Linked DNA regions of Ovis aries: region 2 is linked to region 1. Evidence: chromatin contacts called from public Hi-C data. All regions are on one chromosome and are shown on one strand. The core of a region is the stretch at or near the end of the contact, and the rest is flanking DNA. Distances in the headings are between cores, read along the strand shown. Region 1 holds the start of CEP131 (centrosomal protein 131). Region 2 overlaps LOC121820699 (a long non-coding RNA gene).

Evidence for each region. A called contact is a pair of places that touch in the nucleus more often than the background predicts.
Region 2: a Hi-C map of liver shows a contact between it and region 1, with 2.2 times the contacts expected there. The contact joins the enhancer-like site here to the promoter of CEP131 in region 1. A contact is called at or near these places in 3 of 16 Hi-C or Micro-C datasets (hypothalamus, liver and skin fibroblasts).

Annotation. Positions count from the first base shown.
Region 1 is chr11:50,990,933-50,998,141 of ARS-UI_Ramb_v3.0, forward strand. CEP131 (centrosomal protein 131) reads left to right here and starts at 3,578. Exons shown (of 26, transcript XM_042256764.1): 1 at 3,578-3,774; 2 at 6,213-6,401; 3 at 7,177-7,209. The coding sequence starts at 6,228.
Region 2 is chr11:51,136,487-51,143,695 of ARS-UI_Ramb_v3.0, forward strand. It overlaps LOC121820699 (a long non-coding RNA gene), which reads left to right. Exons shown (of 2, transcript XR_006061389.2): 2 at 1-2,115. Among named protein-coding and RNA genes, the nearest start is that of BAIAP2, 6.2 kb to the left of the region's middle. Within about 2 kb of position 3,560, at least 2 of the 54 cell types and tissues checked have an H3K27ac peak or open chromatin away from gene starts, as enhancers often do. A contact at or near this core is called in liver, where this site is marked.

The DNA of each region.
Region 1 (7,209 bases), core at 2,328-4,827:
AAAACTTAACTAACCACAGAAAGCATGATTATTTATGTCGAAAATCACATAGATTACACAAAAAAATCCTATGACTGGCAAGACCACAGGCTGTTGAGTAAAACTGAATTGTATTTTCATATACGAGTGATATACGATTGGACATTTACATTGTAAAATCTGTTATTGGGGCGTCCCTGGTATAGGAGGATTCCACATGCCTTGGAGCAGCTAAGCCCCTGTGCCACACTACCGAGCCCATGCTCTAGGGCCCGTGTGCCGCAGCAGCTGAAGCCCGCACGTCTAGAGCCTGTGCTCCACAACAAGCGGGGCCGCCACCAGGAGAACGCAAGCAAGAGTACCCCCTGTCCACCACAGCTAGAGAAAGCCCACACGCAGCAACGAAGACCCAGTGTGGCCCGAAATAGATACTCTATGATAGCATCCCAAAACTGAAATAGTTAGGTATAAATCTAACTTGTGTGTATATATAGGATCTGTATGCTGAAAAATACAAAAGACTGATGAAAGAAAACAATGAAGACCTATGTAAATGGTGAGATACACTATAGATTGGAAGAGTTTTACTGTTAAGATATCAATTTTTCCCAAACTGATCTGCAGATTTAACATAATTCCCATCTAGTTTTTTTTTTGGGGGGGGGGTAAATGGAAACAAACTGATCCTAAAAGCTACAACCAAAGTCAAAGCAATTAGAATAGCTAAGGTCATTTTGAAAAAGCACACAGAGGGCTCACAGTACCTACTTTGAAAACATACTGTCAAGAAGCACTAGTCAACACTGGGATGTGTGAAAGTTTAGACATAGATCAGTGGGCCAGTATAGACAATTCAGAAACAGCCACACGGATATGGTCAGTTGGTTTTCCACAGGTGTCAAGGTAATTCAATGGAAAAAGGATAGACTTTCAACGCATAGTATTGAAACAACTGGAAGAAAAGAATGAACCTTGGCTTCTTCTCATATCTTACACAGTATTTAAAGTGAGCCATAACCCTACCTAGAAGTTAAACTTCCAGAAGAAAACCTAGCAGAAAATGTTCTGTCCATGGATTAGGCAAAGGCTTCTATGAGAGAGAAAAAGCACAAACTAGTAGAAAAAACTAGGCATCATCAAAGTTGAAGAACTTTACTTTGAATGGCAAGAACAAAAAGACAAGCCACAGACTGGAGATGTTTGCAAATCATAACTCTCAGGAAGGATTTATATCAAGAACATATAAGGAACACTCCAAACTCGATGTACAAAGTGGGTGAAAGATGTGGACGGACACTTTGCCAAAAAGGTATATGGATATTGGACAGAGAAGCACACAGATAGTTTCTCAACATTGTTAGGGAAATGCCGTTGAAGACCATGTGGAATACCACTACACACCTGTTAGTATTTTTTAAGAATATTTATTTTAGTTGCAGCATCCAGTCTCTTCATTGTGTTAAGATCTTTTGATAACGGTGTGTGGATTTAGTTGGCTCCAAGGCCTGTGGGATCTCCCTGACTAGGGATCAAGCCTGTGTCCCCTTCATTGCAAAGAGGATTCTTAACCATTGGACCCCCAGGGAAGTCCTGACACCCATTAATATTAGTATTAATTAAAAATAAAAATCCAGTAATACCAAGTGTAAGGCCAAGGGGGATCAAATGGAATTCACAGGCTGCTGGTGAGAATGCAGCATAATAAAAAGGTACATTGCCTTCCGGAAAAGTTTGGCAGTATCTTAGCTAAACACCTACCTACCTACCATACAATTCAGCAGTCCCTTCCTAAGTATTTACCGAAGTGACATGAAAACTTAAGTTCACACAAATGTTTAAAAGTGAATGTTTACAACAGTTCCATTCATAATTGCCCCGAACCTGAAACAACCCTTAAGCCCTTGGTTGCTGTGTAATAAAGGATGGTTCACCCACACCGTGGAATACTAGTTAGCAATGAAGAAAAGAGGAATAGGGAAGACTCATCTGGCTAGGTGAAGGAAACCAGACTCAAAATGGTACACAGCACAGGACTGCATTTCCAAGGCTCTGGAAAAGGCAAAACCATAGTGACAGACAGACGGCAGGTTGGAAGTGACTGGGACAAGGGGTGGGGAGGATACGGCTACAGAAAGGCAGCCCATGGTTTGGAGAGGGGAGAGAATGTTCTGTGCCTTGTTTGTGGTGGTGGTAAAACAGCTCTCTGTGTGTGTGCTTAGTTGCTCAGTCAATTCTGACTCAGCGACCCCATGGACTGTAGATGACCAGGCTTCTCTGTCTGTGGGGATTCTCCAGGCAAGAATACAAGTTGCCATGTCTTTCTCCAGGGATCTTCCCAACCCAGGGATTGAACCCTGAGTTGAACGCATTGCAGGGGGATTCTTTACCATCTGAACCACCAGGGAAACCTAAACAGCTCTCTGCATTGTCAAAACTCAGCTGTACACCCAAAAATATGATTTTTATTGATATAAATTAGAATTTTTTGAAGTAAAAATAGTATTTGATTTATAAAAATGGGACAAAAATGAGCAACGTGCTATTTGTTATTTTGAAGGGAAAAATGTTGGCGAGACCAGAAAGTTCGTGGAAGAGAGGGGGCTTTCCTGGTGAAGGGATCACAGATTGGGGGCGTAGGGTAGCTACTGGGTAGCGCTGAGCTGGGTGTGCCGGGTCCACCTGCGCGCTGGGAAAGGCGCACAGTGCAGGTAGGGAAACACGCAGGATGCCAAAGAGTAGAGCCAGCGGGGATAGTGGTCTGGACGTGAGAAACGATAGAAAACAACCTCCAGGCGTGGGGGCGGGGGTGCGGGGGGGAGTGGAAGTGGGGGATTAAAACTTCGGAGAAGGAGGCAAAAAAAAAAAAAACGGGGGATGGGGAGGATGGCATTGTGAAGACAGGAAAAGGACATGAAAAAATAGAAAAAGGACAACGTCGCCACCGCGCGGTCTTGGGTAGTAAGGAGGGGAGCGGGCATTAAGGGTGAGGGTAGGTGTCAGGGTCGCCCGAGCAAGGGCCCCTATTGACAGCTTCACAGCGGGCCTCCCTGGGACTCGCGGGTCCAGATCCCAAAACGGAGCTTTCAGACGGTAACTGGACCCAGGTGTCCAGACGAGTCTGGGCAAGGAGGGATCTCGAGTACCGCGCAAGAGCCCAGGGACCGCGTGGGATCCGCGGGACGGCATGGGAGCCAGGGGGACGACGCGGCCTGGGACTGAGTGGGAGCCCGGAAGGCTGGCTGGGCCCACGGTAAGAAGCAGCGCGGAGCCACCCTGCGCGATCCACGGCCCTCCCCACGCGCAGTCCCTTTCTCCTCCTCGCCCACCCCTCCTCAGAGGCTCCGCCTAGGGCCCACCCCACAGCAGCCGAGACCCCGCCTCCTGCGGCCATATCCAATCGGCAGCCCGCCGCTACCACAGGCCCCACCCCAGCTCCCTGTGGCTCCTCCCACGGTTGAACTTCTCGAAGGACAGCCGAGCCACCCAATGAACTCCCGGGACGCCGGAGTGGGCGGCCGGAGAGCCAATCCAGAAGGGGCGCGGGCAGGAAAGGCGGGCCTCCGTGACGGACGGGGAGGAGGTGCCAGGCTGTTTGGTTGCTAGCTGCCGCCGCTTGCCCGACCGCTTCATTGTCACCGGGCCTCGTAGTCGGCGCCGGGGCCGGGGGCGCGAGGGCGCGAGGTCCCGAGGTCGTCGGCCCGAAGCCTAGGCTCCCCGTGTCTCCACTTGGAGGGCCCCGCGCATCCCTCGCCGTTCGGTCCTACAGGCCCCGAGTTCCAGGCCCGCCTCACGCAGGTGAGAGGTCCCTGTGTAGTTGGGGTGGCCCCCGCAGGTGAAGAATCTCCAGGACCGGCGCACAAGGGCTGGCCTACGCAGATGAGGGGATCCTGGCCCGCGCAGGGAGGGGCATCCCGGGCTGTGCAGATGAGGTGGAACGTGCCGGTGAGTGGGCCTCGTGCCAGTGAGAGGGGGCTCGTGCCGGTGAGGGCGTCCCCGCGCCGGTGAGGTGGTCCTGGGCCCGCCTAGGCGGGGAGGCCAGCGCAGGTGAGAGGGCCTGGCACTCATACAGGTGAAAGGGTCCATGCAGATGAGGGGGGTTCTCGTGCAATTGAGGGTACTCAGAGAGGGGGAAGGTGCAGGTAAGGGCCCCTCAGCGCCCCCACACAGGTGAGGAGGGGCTCATGCCCCAGGGTCCGTGAGCTCCTACAGCCTTCCTGGGAGGATGCTCTTCCTGCCTTGAGCCAAACCCCAGGGACATGGGGAGCTGCCTGCAGGGAAGCTTCCCTGGGTTTTGGGACAGCTCATCCTGAGAGGTCCAGGTGGAGGCTCTGGACACCACCTTCAGATCCTGGGAGGGACACCTCTGTATGCAAGATGAGATCTAGTCTGGAGGGTTCCACGGAGAGTTTTTGTTTACCATCCCAGAGCCCCCCACACTCCTTGCTGCTCAAGGGTGCCAGCCCCTCCAGTGGGCCCAGTTACGCTGGGTGTGGCTGGTGCCTGGAGGAGAGGAGGGTGTTAAATTTCACTCACACTACCGGAAACACATACCCGAGGACACTGGCCTAGTGAGTGGCAGGGACAGCCTCTGCCTTCACTCTGGGGAATAGGCACCAAAGCCTCTGCTGTGACTGTTGGGGCTGATGGAGGCTGCAGTGCTGACCCTGGGTGATGATGGTGTGTGCCCGCTGGCCCACCAGAGTCCTCCATGCTATGGAGGGCTATGCTCATTCCCTCCTGGTCCCTCCTGGTGCCAGCTCATCCCCTCTGGTTACCTGAGCACGTGCCCATGCCAGATCCTGGAGTTGCAGGGTCCCCACCCTTGTGGACCTTACATTCTTACAAGGGCATCAGGCAGTGCACAGACCAACCTGTGTGGGCAGGTGGCCAAGGGAGACAAGTGAAGCAGGATGAGGGAGTGAGGAGTGATAGGGACGGGCAGTCCTCTGAGTGGGAGGGGCGGGGGCGCCTCATGACATCCCAGGGGAGGCTCAAGCAGATCGAAGGAGGGAAAGGGAGGCAGTGAGGAGGTCACAGAGAGCAGGGTCAGGTCTGAGGGGCATTGTTCTCAGTCCAGGCCTGGTGACTTTATTCCCCCTGCCTGAGTGTCCTCCCACCCTGATCTGAGACCCAGTTCAGAAAGATCAGCTGAGGCTGCTGTGTGGGGAGAGGCTAGGCTGGTCAGGCAGGGCCAGAGGAGGGGTTGCCATGGTTTTTCAGTTTGAAGAGATGGGGGCTCAGACGGGGGTTGTGGAGGGAAGGGACTGACGGGAAAGGGGCACCAGCCGGATGGCTGAGGGAGCAGGGTTGGAGGTAAGAGGCAGAAGAGGTCAGGACGAGACTTGAATCTTTGGTCTGAGCCAGTTTCAGAAAACACCCACTGGGGAGGGGCAGCTGGAGGTGGCAGTCAGGAGTCTGTTTGGGTCTGAGGTGCCATGTACTCCATGGTCAGCCAAGCTGGGAACTAGGGCATAAGGGGGTGGTGAGAGATATGCCTGTGGGAACCGGCCATGCAGAGATGGTGTTTGACGCCAGGAGGCCAGAGGCTGTCCCCTAGGATGGAGGGAAGAGGCCCAGGGCTGAGCAGTCGGATGGGGAAGGGCCAGCAATATACACTGTGGAAGTGCCACCCTAGGAGGGGAGGAGGGGAACCTGGACAGGAGAGTAGATGCTGCCTCCCAGGAGCTCTTGGGTATTCTGGATGGCTCTAAGGAGACAGAGGGAGAGTTCCGTGGCCAGATAAGTTTAGGGGCTTTAACAAATCCCAGTTTGAATATCGCCTGTGGGGTGCTCACGACAGGCCAGCCTCGTGGCCGCCTTGTCTGAACCTCATGATACCCTGCGAGGAGGCACTTTTGAAGGCCCATTTTACAGAAGAGGAATATGGGGCCTAGGCAGGTAGAGCACCTGTCATGGGACGAGGGCTCATACCTATGACTTTCAGCAGCCCAGGGTCACCCCCTGCAGTGCCCTTCCAGGGAGGGTCATCTTGACCCCAGGAAACCTCCTTTTGCTGTTAATGCTCAGCTTCCTGCTCTGCCACTCGCTTCTGCTCCTGATAAGGAGACAGCCACCGAGCAACAAGGCTGGTGGGCACGGCAGGCCTCTGGGGAGCTGAGCGGCATGCAGACTCGGACCCTCAGCCCTGGGCCGTTGGGGCTGAGCTGGAGAGAGTGTGCGTGCTGCCTGGGCCCTCGGAGGACGCCTGCTCACCTCCCTTATTCTCTTCTCAGGGCCACCTGTCCACCATGAAAGGCTCCAGGGCCCTCAGCGGCCCTGAGGGCAGCCTGGAAGGTGTGGACTTGAGTCTGACAGGCCTCCCTCCACCCATGAACCGGCGCCCCAATAGTGCTTCCGCCACCAAGCCCATCACCCGCTCCATCTCCGTGGTCACGGGCAGTGAGCCAAGGAGGAAGATGCTGGTGAGTATCAGAGCTGGGTGTCAGGTCTGGGGGCTTTTCAGGGCCCCCTGTCTTGGGGTGGTGTCTGACTCCTGGCGTCTGAGATGCACACCTCAGCAGGCACCTTCATGTCCATTATCCCATTCATCCCTGGGGCTATCCGGGGGCAGGAAAGACTCTGGCTGATAGACTAGGGAGCTGACTTCCCAATAGGTTGCTGCTAGGGTCACCTGGCCCCACATAGAGCCTAGATCCTGCCAGCACCAAGCCCTTTATCCCTCCTGTTCCAGCAACATTTGGATTTGTATGATTCCTCTGTAAATGAGGTTGATGTGTGGGGAAGGAGGGGCTCCTGGTGGCCTTGGAGATACCGTGCAGGGCAGGCAGTAGGCGGCAGGTGGGCAGCTGGACAGCAACAAGAACTCTGGGACGAGAGCTGCCATGGGGAGTGAACGGCCAGGCTCATTGGTGAGAAGGTGATGAGGAGGATGGTAGCCTTTGCTGTGGTGCCTGGGCAGCAGTCACATGCCTCCCCTTGGACCTTCCACCTGCCAGGGGTGAGGCGCTCCCATTTCATGTGAGAGGCCGGGGACCTGCCCCGCCTCAGCCAGGCAAACCCAGGGCCCCCAGGGTGTTCCCCCGCCCACCTGTCACCTGCTCCCCCTGCTCACCTGTCTACGTGTGACCCAGGAGAGCCTGTCACTCAATCTGGGTCCAAGCCTGGCCTGGCCCTGAGTGGACTCGCAAGCGTCTGAAACCTCTGCCACATGGTCAGTTGCTTCCCTCCTTTTTGCAGGAGAACCCAGGGCCCGGAGGCTCCCGGGCCATC
Region 2 (7,209 bases), core at 2,310-4,809, 150 kb after region 1:
GGGAGCCCTTTCAGACGGCAGCAGTGTCTGAGCGGGGCTGAGCAGTGCCCAGGGCTAGGGGTGGGCTGGGTGCTGAGGTGGTCCCCGTGCCACTCCTGGGAGTCAGAGGGGCCCGCTTAGGGTCAGAGCCACCTCTCTTCAAGACCAGCAAGTCATTGCCATGATGGAGAGGCTCTGCTTGTCTCACTGGCCCTGCAAGGACTAGCGGCAGGGCCAGCACCCCAAGCCCCCTGCCCTCGCCCAGACCAGGGGGTTGTTCTCCCTGCACTATTTAGGGGGGGGTAGTGGGCAGTGGCTTTCTATAGATGAGCAGCTCATCACGAGTCCCTGAGAAAGCAGATGGGCTGGAATCTGCCCACTGCTGGTCTCCCTGTCACTTCTGCCTGCCTGTCCTCACCTCTATGGGCCAAGCAACCAGAGAAGTGTGTAGCCATGGCGACCTGCAGCACCCCACCTCTGAACCTGAAGTCCCCCCATCCCCGGCACCGGTGATGGGGCCTCGCGCACATTGGGTGCCGAGCCAGGGTCAGCGGCAAGACTCTGACCACGTGGTGCTGCCGACACTGACCCTGGGTCAGCTGACCCCAGCACGGGTGGCCCAGGAGAAAAAGGCTGGAAGCAGGGAGAATCAAAGTGCATCTCTTCATCAGCTTATTTTTAGTCGCGTTATGTAAGTGGCTTCATCTCAACGTCACGTAGGGAGGGGGGGTCTCAGATTTAATTACAGGATGACAGCCTCTGCTTTTCAAGCAAGCTGTTCTCCTGGCAAGGCAGACACAAGGATCTGTGATTTTTTGCTAAACAGAAGGAGCCCTTTCTGAGGTGACCGCAAAACTTTCAGGGTTTTCACCACCATCTCTCTCTCTCTGACCAGCCCAACCGGGTTTCTGCGGAGCTTGGCCTAAGGGGGTGGCAGTGTGTCTCAGATCACAGGGAAATTTCGTGCCTGTCAAGGGAGCTGTTTCTCCACCACCCTCTCCTGGCAGCCTCCCCGTCTCTCTAAGAGAAGGATCCACCCAATCAGAACTCCTCTTCCTTTTCTCCTTCCTGGATTAGAGCACTTGTAATCGGCAACCAGAAAGTTCCAGAGCAGGAGAGAGAGGAGGCGTGGACACTGTCGCGTCTTCCCATCCTCTCTGGCCCTTTCTGCCTCCCCCCTCTATGCCAGGGCTCTATGACGGGGCAGGGCTACCAGGCCGGACTGTCCAAATTGTGTCCAGAGGACTGGTTTCTTGGTCCTCAGCCCACATTCTTCACACTGTCAGCGTTGTCAGCAAGAAGGCGTAGGGGTGCCTGGAGCCGGAAGCTCCGGGCGGGTGTGGTGGGGGAGGCCTGTGTCCTGCCAGCAGGAAGTTCACCTCAGCGGCCTCCAGCACACCATGGCCTAGTACGGCTGCGGCAGGGCCACGTCGCCTGCCACGGGGTGAAGCTTGGTGTCTACCTGGGACTGGTAAGGGCGTGGGCACAGACTTGGGAAGCCCCGTGATGGCCTTGGGAGCCTGGGCAGTAGGTTCCGCATGGGCAGGCTACCTGGGCAGGGTGTCGGAGGAGCTGAGGTGTAGATGGCAGAAGAAGCCTGGCACCAAGAACCATGCCTGGCACGTGGCAAGTGGTCAGTGTGTCTTAGAGATCGCCATCATCAGTGGTCAGAAGGGACCTTCCAGAGAGCACTCAAGCGCCCATGGGTGCTGCCCCCTCTAGTGGTGCTGCCGGAGATACCCAGCCTTGGTGTGGGCTGCGAGGCGACTTCCAGGAAACACGGGTGCCAGGAGCCACTGCCGAGCACACTGCAGCCAGGTGAGCCAGGCCATGTCTTCAGGGTGAGCCATGGGACTAGACACGGCCTTGATGTGCTGGGAAAGGCGGCACTCCTCCCCAGACCCGTCATCCCAGGCTTATCAGGAGAAATGTCACCAATCTCAGCAGAGGGACAGTCTGCAGACCCCCATCCAGCACGCTGCCCAAACCGGGGAAGTCTGAGCCCTTCGGGGCCAAGAGGAGCCCAAGAAGATGTGATGACCAAATGTCATCTGGGATCCGGGTTGGGTGCTGGAGCAGCAAGAAGACACCAGATGAAAGCTAAGAAAACCTTAATAAAGTCCAGACTCTAGTGAACGACAGTGAGTCCACGTTGGTCTGTTAACTGTAGCAAACACATCACAGCGACAAGAGATGTTAACAGGGCGGGGCGGGGGGATCTCTTAGGTGTGGGCTACCTTTGCAGTAACTGTGTAAATCTAAACAGTCCTAACATGTAAAGTTTACTCATGGGGGGCACCCATGGCCTTGGCACAAGCCTCCATTTGGCCTTCGGGTCTGAAGGAGGGGCCTGGACCTCAGCCCGGAATCCAGTGTCTGTGGGTTCAGTGGGCAGAGCAGTGGCCCTGTCCCCACAGAGTGCCCCAGGTCCACTCTGCCACCTGCTGCATGACGCCCGTGCAGGAGGCTTGGCCTGGGGTTGGGGAGGGGGGCAGCGCGTGGGCCTGGCTGATGGCCAATCTCCTGCCTCCTCCCTCCTCCCCAGACTTTTACTGAGATTTGCTCTTCCCTCAAAACCCGCCCCCCCTTGACCTGAACGTGGCTCAGAGGCTTTCGTCTCTCCGACCAAAATGTTGGCTGCAGACAGCACAGGCTTTACTCTGCCTCCAGGGATGGGTGACATTGCTCTTTCTGCCCTCGGAGGGACCTCTGAGCCGGGCCTTGCCTGGGAGGAGACGCCTGGTGCACAAGGGTCCTCTCCCCTCTCCGAGGAGGTGGTGAAGTGGTTCAGGTGCAGGTGGCCTCCCATGTCCTTCCTAGTTCAGCTTTAACCCTCTTATCGAGGCAGCGTAAAAAGTTCCCAGAGCTTCCTTACTGGCCAGGTCGGGAGGGGCCCGCAGGGGCCTCCACTGAGGGGCCCGGGGAGGTGCTGCCCTGTCCCCGCCTGGGTGGGGAGAGGTTCCCCAGCAACGGGCCCTCTTACATAATCCAGCGCATCGGCGTGACTCCAGGTGCCCGTGGGAGGCAGCGTGGGGGTGAGCGCAGGGGCGAGGACGAGTCTCAGAGTTTCACTCGGTGTTTCTCCCCCTCTTATTACATTTCAGCGTCATCCTGCGTCTGCCAGCTCGGTCACCCACTTGCTCGTTAGAATATATTAACTGACAACGTGGATTTAAATAACTCGGGCAGAGCCCCCAGACCTGGGCCTCCCGCACCGGCCCAGGTGAGGCAGGAGGGCTGGGGCGGAGGCAGGATGCCGGGGCGAGCGGCCTGCTTGGGCCTCGGGTCCAGAGCTGATGGGGCGGACTGGGAAGGGCAGCCCAAGCTCAGGGGCAGGGTCGGGTGGGCAGGGAGGAGCTAAAGGCAGGCAGCAGGGGACCCCTCCCCCCAGTCTCAGGCACACTCACCATCTTCTGTGCAAACCCAGCTTGTGACAGAATTCTCTGAGCAGGGGGACTGGAAGCTAAGGAAGTCAACGATGGCCCTCATGCAAGCCCCCTTGGTCAAAAGAACACAGTGTATTAGGCGAGGAGGCCAGAGGTGAGTGACCTAAGGGCTGAGCACCCAGCCGGGCCGCCCCAGGCATACTGGCTCTTGGTGGCCACTCAACTTCATGGGAAAGATGAGGCAAGAGGCTGGCTTCACCCTCAATATCATTATTTCATTTCCCTCTGAAACGCAGTCTTTGTTTTCTTATCCCTTGTAAGTGATCTCAAAGGTAAGTTCGGAGTGGAGAGGAGAAAGTCTGTTGTCTGGAACGTGAACTTAGAGGACATTCTGAAAAACAAGGCTGGACGTGTCCTCGCGGGTTCTTCCTGGAGGGAGGGTGGCCCTGGGCCTGCGGTGTCGGCTCCCGGCGCTGCCAGCGAAGCCCAGACACCGCCTCGCGTGCGCAGATGGCTTCCCTGCCCAGGCGGCTGCTTCTAATTTCAGCTGCTGGAGGCTCCGCGCGCTCTCTCTCTCTTTTTTTAAATCCCATGTTTATTTAAAGCCAGATTTTAAAATGTTGTCTTCAGCCCTGAAACCTGACTTTTTCTTCTTGCTGCAGATCCTAAAACCGCACTTAGGGTCCCACAGCTCCCAGAGGAGGAGCTCTGTGGCCGACTTGGGTGGGTCTGTGGGTCAGCCGGTCAGTGGGACAGAGCCCCCCTCCCCGCTGTCCAGCACTGTGGCATTTGGACAACTGGCAGATGTTTTCCTATCAGGGCAGTCTCATGTGGTGTCGACACAGCCAAAACATGGGCACCTCTCCGCCCCTGGACGTCCTGGGTTCTCAAATGTGTGAGAAGTGGTGTGCGATCTCGGGAAAGGAGCACGACCCCCATGATGCCAGGTGTTCCCAGGAGATGGGAGTCTGGAACCACCCACCTCGTCTCCCCATCTAGGCCCCGTGGCAGCAGGACCTGTCTGGTCTAGGTGTGTCCCCTGGAGGTGGGAAGGGACCAGATGGGCGGTTCCTACCTGGGGAGGGGTGTGGTGGGCAGCAGCTGCCAGTCGGTAGTTTGTGGGCTCCTCTCCCATCTCTGCTATCTCTGGCACCCAGGTCTCCCCATTTCTCTTGTACCTGGGAAGCAAGGACATTGAGGGGGGCACTCCCTGTTCTGACTGTGTAGACACCACACCAGACGGCTCAGATAAGAAAGCATCAGTTCACTGTCTGCAGGTTGGTTTGCGCAGTGTGGGACAGCTGATGCTGAACAATGGGAGGCTCTGTCCCACGGGCAAGGTGACCCACTGACCCACCCGAATGGTGGTGGGCACTCGAGAAACGGGAGGTCCCGTCCTTTTTAGTGTAACCACTTCATCTGCTTCTGTGGCTCACTCCAGTATGTCCTAGAGGAACTGTAATGAAACTGGACAGTGAGAGGCCAAAATCAGTCAGGGGGCCAGGCTGGGCTCTGGGGGCCTGCGGGGTGGTGGGGCAGGTGCTGGCTGGATACTTGTGAGGACTGAGTTTACTGGTCTGATCACAAGCTCCTACAGCAAGAGAGAGGCCGAGAGCAGAGAGGCTGGGGTCTTTTGAGAACTGTGATGTCCCGAGTCTAGTCTGCAGTGAAAGCCACAGGACTGCCCAGGTGGCTGGGAGGCTGGGTGATCCAGTGAAGACTGATCTGAGCTGATGCTGGCTGCAGGGCCACGGTGGAGCACCCCGTTCCTGTCTGGAACCAGGGAGTTGTCTGGACGGCAATCAAAGCTGCCGCCCAGGCTGTCACAGCCTCAGGAAGCGTGTAGTATTTTGGAATTTCTTCATTGATAGGTCTGGTCAGAAAGTAATAGGATTTTGAAAAAAATTATTTTAGTGTCAAGCTTGAGAATATCATTTGCCCTGTCAGGCTCTTTTTCTTTTTTTCTCAAAAATCAGAAGAAACATTATCTTCGTAGAGGTTCATGGAAAACTTCAGCTGTTGCCTAGCTGTCCAAACAAAAAGATGATTCCATCTATGGGGGAAAAACAATTTAAACGAATCCAGGTGACCTTTAACCCACAGTCCAATCAGACATCGGCTCCTGACCTTTGCAGTGTCGCTCTGTTGCTGGCAGAAACAGGGCCCCTGCAGAGATCTGGCAGCTCAGCCCCTGGAACCTGCTGCTAATTCTCACCCAGATTTTGAGGTTTTCTCTGCAGCTGCAGGAGCCGAGTCCTTTGTGCAGCCTCAGGCCTTGGTTTTCAGAGACCCTGGGCTTGGAGATGTTAGATTCGGTTGTAATTTTCCCTCATTCCTTGGCTTATAGATTTCCCACCGGGAAAACCCCAGAGACCTTGATTCCACCTCAGGTGAAGTCAAAGCCGAGGCTCCCCACCGGGCACAGGCTCCTGCTGGAAAGCTGTGGGCTTGTGGTGCAGTGGAAAGCTGAGGTGGTGCTTTGCAAGCTGTTTCAGGCAGATGGGGTCTCATGCGATGTCAGCTGCAGGAGCACGGCCCTGTGGTGCTTTGCAGGACAGACTCTGGCTTTCAGTCTCCCTGCCTGGCGTCTGGAGCTCAGCCTCCTCTGAGTTAGGCAGAGAGGACCGAGGACGCAGCCACACTCGTGGGCGACGTGACCCCAGCATCTTGGCTCCTGGTCTGCAGAGGACATGGGGTGCTGGCGGGCTGCTGGGCAGGGACACCACATCGGGGAGCCTCCGCTGCCACCTGGTGGACAGACACATGGCGGGCGATGAGCCGCATGGCAGGCGCAGAGAGTGGTGGCCCAGCCAGCCAGGTGGATGGGCTGCAGGGGGCGGAGGTGATAGGGTGGGACTGTCCAGGCTGGGGCAGTGATCTTGATCTCGTGCTTGCCCCTGAGTCTGGGTAGTCAGCAGGCGGCCCTCAGGGCACCGGCTCCGTGGGACCTGAACTCTCCTGAGATGCATTCTCAGACGGAGAGGAGTACCATCCTGCCAGGACCCAGCAGCGAAGAAAAGACGGTGCCTGGGAGAGGCTGCCTGGAACCTGCAGAGGGAAGCTGGGACTGCAGACTGCTGGCCATTTTCACTCTGTGAGGAAACTGCTTGCTGTGATGCTGATTTTCAAAGGGCCCCATGACATCCTTTTTGAGAAAATGGGGATAAAACTTAGCATAAAATCACCCATTTTAAAGTATACAATCCTGGGGTACTCTTTCTGCCCCCTTCTGATGCCTATGTCAGAAGCTTTCTCTATCTCCTTTATACTTTAATAAAACTTTATTACACACACACACACAAAAATAAAGTATACAATCCTGTCCACTTTAGTGGTGTTTAGTGCCCTCACACTATTGTGCAGCTTGTCTTCTCTATGGCTTCTCACTCTATGCTTTTCATCAGCAGCGCACCAGGATTCCACTTCCTCCACATCCTCACCAACCACTGTTATTTTCTGTTTGTTATTATCATTTTTTTAAATTCTAACCTTGTCTTATTGGGTGCAACACGGTGCTCACTGTGGTTTTGACTTGAATTTCCCCAATCCCTAATTGAATGTCTTTTCATGTGGATAACATTCTGTTTATTTTGTACGTATTTATTTTTACTTTTTATGTTCTTTAAGAATTATTTTTGGAGTTAGTGGCTTTACAGTGTTGTCTTACTTTGTTATTGCTTTGCCACTCAGTTGCAGCCTACTCTTCCGCAGCCTCCATGGACTGACGCCTGACAGGCTCCTCTGTCCATGGGATTTCCCCAGATAAGACTCCTGGACTGGGCTGCCATTTCCCTGACCAGGGGATCTTTCCGAACCAGGGATGGGACCCGTGTCTCCTGCCTTG